Regions from separate parts of the Anas platyrhynchos genome. Here region 1 is linked to region 2. The links are chromatin contacts, called in public Hi-C maps. All regions are on one chromosome and are shown on one strand. Each heading gives the region's core, a stretch centred on a gene start, on an enhancer-like site or on the middle of the called end of the contact. The rest is flanking DNA. Distances are from core to core; before and after follow the strand shown. Region 1 holds the start of ARRDC3 (arrestin domain containing 3). Region 2 has its middle 78 kb from the start of ARRDC3.

Region 1 (2,989 bases), core at 382-2,881, 78 kb before region 2:
AGCAAAATGAAATACTGCAAACGCTGATCCCAATCCCGTCTCCTTACTCAAAGGGCACAAAGGTGGGAGGCTGCAGGAAGGAGGCTCGTGTTTTTAGGGATGAGATAATAGGAAATGAAATAAAAATAAAATAAATAAATAAATAGAGAGAGAGAGAAAAAAAGACAAAAGAGAAAAGAAAAAGAAAGAGAGAGAAAAAAAAAGGAAAAAAAATGAAAGATAAAAAGTAGAAAAAGAAAAGAAAAAAGAAGAGGAGAGGAGAGGAGAGGAGAGGAGAGGAGAGGAGAGGAGAGGAGAGGAGAGGAGAGGAGAGGAGAGGAGAGGAGAGGAGAGGAGAGGAGAGGAGAGGAGAGGAGAGGAGAGGAGAGGAGAGGAGAGGAGAGGAGAGGAGAGGAGAGGAGAGGAGAGGAGAGGAGAGGAGAGGAGAGGAGAGGAGAGGAGAGGAGAGGAGAGGAGAGGAGAGGAGAGGAGAGGAGAGGAGAGGAGAGGAGAGGAGAGGAGAGGAGAGGAGAGGAGAGGAGAGGAGAGGAGAGGAGAGGAGAGGAGAGGAGAGGAGAGGAGAGGAGAGGAGAGGAGAGGAGAGGAGAGGAGAGGAGAGGAGAGGAGAGGAGAGGAGAGGAGAGGAGAGGAGAGGAGAGGAGAGGAGAGGAGAGGAGAGGAGAGGAGAGGAGAGGAGAGGAGAGGAGAGGAGAGGAGAGGAGAGGAGAGGAGAGGAGAGGAGAGGAGAGGAGAGGAAAGGAAAGGAAAGGAAAGGAAAGGAAAGGAAAGGAAAGGAAAGGAAAGGAAAGGAAAGGAAAGGAAAGGAAAGGAAAGGAAAGGAAAGGAAAGGAAAGGAAAGGAAAGGAAAGGAAAGGAAAGGAAAGGAAAGGAAAGGAAAGGAAAGGAAAGGAAAGGAAAGGAAAGGAAAGGAAAGGAAAGGAAGAAGGAGCAAGAGAAAGAAAAATAAGAAAGAAGGAAAAGAAAAAGGAGAAAAGGCAAAGAAAGAGAAAGGAGAAAAGGATAAAATAGGTGGAAAAAAAAAGAAAAAAAAAAGGAAAGGAAAAGGAACAAGAGAAAGAAAAGTGAAAAAGAAAAAACACTGACAACAATGACGAAAGCAGAATTGTCTTTATTGGGGCAGTGGGTCATTATTTCAGACCAGAGCTCAGCTCAGACGCTGTGGGAGCATAACACAGGGTGAATATGGACTTGATGTATACTTCTTGGTGGCGGCGGCGGCTTTTTAACAGGAAAACAAAATCAGCCTCCAAAACTGGGTCAACCTTCGTGCCGACCAGCACAGCTGCGCACCTCGGGCACGTTCCAACATCAGCGCGCGGAAAAACGGGGCAACCTCAAACCCTCACAGCCTGCAAGGTTTGCCCGAGCACGGCCACCCCCACGCCCTCCCAAAATTTGGGACCGCGCAGCTCCCCGTGGGCAGGGACACGGCCCGCAGCGCGCTGCACCCTCACCCCGCGGCCAGCAGGGGGCGCACGCACACAGCGCACACACAGCCGGCGGCGGCGGCGGGGCCGGAGGGGGGCGTGGCCTCGGCGAGGGGGGGCGTGGCCTCGGTGGAGGGGGCGTGGCCTAGGCGGGAGGGGGCGTGGCCGGGCTCCGCTCTTCGCGCTTATAGCGGGGAGCCGGCGGCGCGGCCCCGTCTTTGTGAGCAGGGCGCAGCGCAGCCGGGCGGCTCCGAGCGCTCCCGAGCGCTGCCGAGCGCCGGCAGCAGGGCCGGGCCGGGCCGCCGCAGCCCGCCCCATGCCGGGGCTGTAGGGTCGGCGCCGAGCCTGCCCGCCGGCCGTGCGTGGCGGAGCCTCCCTCGCATCGCCTTCTCGTGTTGTTTTTTTTTTTTTATTTTTATTCTTTTTTCGTCTTTATTTCTGTACGCGTTCGCCGTACACCATGGTGCTGGGGAAGGTGAAGAGCCTGACGATAAGCTTCGACTGTCTGAACGACAGCAACGTCCCCGTGTACTCCAGCGGGGACACGGTCTCAGGAAGGGTCAGCCTAGAAGTGACGGGGGAGATCCGCGTCAAGTCGCTCAAGATCCACGCGCGGGGCCACGCCAAGGTGCGCTGGACCGAGTCGCGCAACGCCGGCTCCAACACCGCCTACACGCAGAACTACACCGAGGAGGTCGAGTACTTCAACCACAAGGACGTCCTCATCGGACAGGAGCGAGGTGAGGGGGGGGCTCTGCCCCGGCCGGGCACCGCCGCGCCCTGCATCGCCCTGCCCTGCCCCGCAGCATCCCCGCCGCCTGTGTGTGTGTGTGTGCGATTGATTGAGGAGGGTGAGGACAAGAAAAAAAAAGAAAAAAAAAAAAAAAAAAAACTCTTGGGGGGCACTCCGGGGTTGTTTTTGCGAAGTTTCCACCCTTTGTTAGAAGCGGTTCAATCCTGTTTGGGACCGGTCCTGGCGAGAAGGGGAGGGGAGGGGATGGGGGGGGTGGGGGGGGTGCTGCTGCTGCTGCCGCTCGGCGGCGGAGATTGGCTGCGCGCGTCAGGTGGTGGCGATGACTTAATGCCTAGCACAGGAAAATAGTCCCCGAGCCGGTTATGTAATGGGGGGCGCTCCGCAGACCCCTCTTTAATTGGTATTTTTTATTATTATCACTGCTTTTTGGGGTGCCCCCTCCCCCCTTTCTTGCTGCGCGGCTGGGGTGGCTCCGCTCCGCCTCGGGGACGAGCCGGCTGCTGCTCCCCTTCCTCCTGAGGAGAAACCTGTCTTTTTTTATCTTATTATTGCTTGTTGCTTTTTGTTTTTTGCTTTGTTTTTTTTTCTCCCTGCGAGCTCTTCTTCTGCAGAAGTTTCTCCTGCACCCTGCACGGAGCTGTGCAGAAGCACACCACAACCTCCCTTATCTTTTACCCCCCTTATTTTAAATTCTTAACGCCTGCCACCCCCTTATTTTAAATTCTTAACGCCTGCCACCCACGTTAACCCCCCTTTTCGTGTTGTTTTTCTTTTTTTGTTAATCTTTTCTTTCAACTCCTGCCTCCAA
Region 2 (3,160 bases), core at 235-2,734:
AAGCGTACAATGCTGAAAAGTAATATGAACATAATAATAATAATAATAATAATAATAATAATAATAATAATAATAATAATAATAATAATAATAATAAAAATAAATAATATTTTTCTCCTAATCTTGACTACTTGTGAAAATCCTATCATGAACACAACTTTGACTTGGTTAAAAAACAAGCAAACAAAAACAGTCTTTGTTTTTTAGGTCATTTTACACAACTGCCAGCTCACTTCCAGCACATTGGTAGCTCCAGGTATTTCATTCAATAGTGCTTGAATATTACATTGCAATTATTTCGCTGTATCTAACTCATACAAGATAAGGTTGAACAATTAAATTAAATAGGGAAGTTCTCTTTGATCCTGTGAAAATCAATAGAATAATATATTGAATTGAGTAGAATAGTGCAAAGTTGCACATGGTAAGTTTCACCACACATTACCACCAATAGAAAGAACAAAAATGAAAAGTCTGCTGCCAGCAAACCGGGGATTTCTTACTGGTTTGCACAAGTGCTGTTGAAGCAGAACCTGTGGTAGTAGCTCAAGGTCTGCTTTATAGACTGAGCAGTAGGGAAGTGTATCTGAAGGCAGGATATGCCTGAAATTAAGCAATTTTGTAGTCAAACTCTGCATGATCAATCAGCTTAACAAAGTTTTATGTTGAGTGCACGCGTGTTTTGTTGCTGTGAAGCTCTCGGTACAATTTAATCCTTTGCACTGTGCATTTCTTTGCAGGATTTCGACTTTGGATTTGGATACCGGCATAGTGAGCATTTGCATGGTAGAGGCAGAGCATGGGGATATTGGGGCTCTCCTTTAGGTTCTAAAGAAAATACATTATGTGAAGATTTCTGTTCAGGTCCCTGATATGAATTAGCTTATTTTGTATATGCACCAAGGGAAGCGAAACCAGAATTTTTACATTGTTTTTTTATCAAAACATACCCTGAAAGATGTCTGTTGAGCTCAATAATTTTCATCACTTCTGCAACCTGAATACAAAATGTATTCAAACATCTTTTAAGAAAGTGGATTTACTCGTGTTGTCACATCAGTGATGATGAACTCCTGAAATACAACTGTGCACTCACCTCATCTACGTGCTCTGTGCCAACATGTGTAAGCAGCGTTAGGTACAGCCAGTCAGGGTGACTAGGGATGTGGATTCATTCATCTTAGGGAAACAAAGAAATGTCTACACTCTCTATCGAGTTTTAAATACTGCCTGAGATCAGAGGAAGCACTCGGCCTCGTGGGTTGAAGCCCGGCCAGCCGTGAAGGTGCTGCTGCCAGGTGTGGCTGCCGGGCACACCTCAGCCACCACCCACAAAATGCACCTGGGGGACACCCGCACCAGCAAGACCCTGGATTTTCTACAGACAGTATGGTTTCTGTACAGAAAGTGCCTCTAGGTCTGTAACTAACACTCATCTCGCGCTCCTAAGCCATTGAGCACCACCTAGAGATGGGAGATGCAGCAAATGCTGGCCACGGACGCCATCCCGCTGATCTGCCCTGAAAACGCTGATGCACTTACAGTAAATCCCTAACCAGGCCAGTTGTGCAACACACTGAAGTGACACGAAGTATTAACATTTATGGTGGTGAGTCAAAATCAAACAAACATCCTTCTTTTATAAGCTTTCTCACAGCATGTAGTGGCATGCGCTGAGAGTAACGAAGCATCTGTTACAGCCCCGGCTCTCGCAACCAAGCAAGTGTTGCAATCGCTCCGTAGGGCCAGACTTCTGTTAAGGATTAGCGGGTAGATGAGATGTATCAGCTATGGCCAATGCTCATTTCAGTTGATTCAGGAAGAAGAAAATTAAAAAGACCTTCAGGAGCCAGGTTTCCTGTTTAGAAACAGAGAAAAAAAAAAAAAAAAAAAAAAAAAAAGTATAGCATCACTACACTGCAAACCATCCCAAACTAATTTTAACTCCAGACTCCGAGTCTGATTTTGGTGATCCTTGCAGTTCATTAAAGTGACCTTTACAGCTGTTGCAGGAACAGGGTAGTCCAATAAAAAAATGAGCTGTAAAGTATGCTGTCTCACTCCTCACCAGGTCCCTGCTGTGCTTTGATGCCCTGCTCCCGCTGTTACAGGTTGTCCCTTCTCCACGGGCACAGGGGTGCCTCTGACTCCCCTGTGCCCCCGCACGCTGCCTGTGCTGCTGCCAGGACCATTCAGCACCCCAAGCTCTGCCACAGACCGCAGAGATTTGGCTCTGCTTGCTCTGCAGCATGACAAGCATAAAAGGAGTCAACGAAATTCCTGGGAGTCAGAAACGTCAGGCCTGATGCAGCAGAGCATGTGGTTATTAAGCACAGACATAGCTGTACTTCCCATCCACTCAAACATCTACTTGAAGAAGCACTTACTTAAAGGCTTTGAGGACCAGAAAGTTACCCGTGTCTGTGAAAGCGTTTGCATTACACCAAGCCTTCATTTGGAAGATTATCTCTGCTTCTGGACATGGGTGATGCCTGTAAGCTGTGCAATCCTAGCAGTTATTACAGAATTGGGACACAAAAAGGTTTCTTCTTCTTCTTTTTTCTTTTTTTTTTCTTTTGTCCCAGCTCAACAAATAATCAGTTACAGTAAAATTTGTGTATTACCATGGTAAAATGCACAGAAAAGCTTCCATAAGAAATGTTTCCATTTAAAAGCACAGGTTGTCACTTAGAGCTTGCCCAACCTAAAGCCTTTAGGCAAGATCCTGGTGTAGGTGTGAAAAGCCTGCTCGACATTTGCTATATTTCTACGCCACCCTCAGAAATGTCCAGAGGAAAACTCCCTTGGTCTCCTGCTTTCATGTGTTTTTGTTCCAGAGTGTCTGTGCAGAAGCAGGGAGTTAATGATTCTTGCAAGACCAGCCTGCCTCACCCCTCGGCTCTGAAATACTTCCTCTGTGTGTTTTTTTTTTGTTGTTTTTTTTTTTTTTTTTCAGGGGAGGAACTTTTCTTGCTCGTTTATGAACTCAGATTACCGATCTATGCAAGGCGAGACTTGAGGCCTTCGATCAGAGCAGGAATATCTGCATAGCACCCACAGAGATCAGCAGAAAACCCTCCTGTCTGGCATTCCTCCCTTCTGTCTGCGAGAAGAGGGAAAGAATTTAATATTGTGGAAAGAGCAAAAGAACACAGTCAGC

Evidence for each region. A called contact is a pair of places that touch in the nucleus more often than the background predicts.
Region 1: a Hi-C map of subcutaneous adipose tissue shows a contact between it and region 2, with 3 times the contacts expected there. The contact joins the promoter of ARRDC3 here to the enhancer-like site in region 2. A contact is called at or near these places in 5 of 8 Hi-C or Micro-C datasets (F5 follicle, liver, skeletal muscle and 1 more).

Annotation. Positions count from the first base shown.
Region 1 is chrZ:82,542,574-82,545,562 of IASCAAS_PekinDuck_T2T, reverse strand. It overlaps ARRDC3 (arrestin domain containing 3), which reads left to right and starts at 1,631. Exons shown (of 8, transcript XM_038170350.2): 1 at 1,631-2,167. The coding sequence starts at 1,888. LOC140000621 (a long non-coding RNA gene) reads right to left here. Exons shown (of 2, transcript XR_011805686.1): 1 at 2,913-2,989; 2 at 2,703-2,881.
Region 2 is chrZ:82,463,870-82,467,029 of IASCAAS_PekinDuck_T2T, reverse strand. No RefSeq gene overlaps it. Among named protein-coding and RNA genes, the nearest start is that of ARRDC3, 78 kb to the left of the region's middle. Within about 2 kb of position 1,484, at least 4 of the 8 cell types and tissues checked have an H3K27ac peak or open chromatin away from gene starts, as enhancers often do. A contact at or near this core is called in subcutaneous adipose tissue, where this site is marked.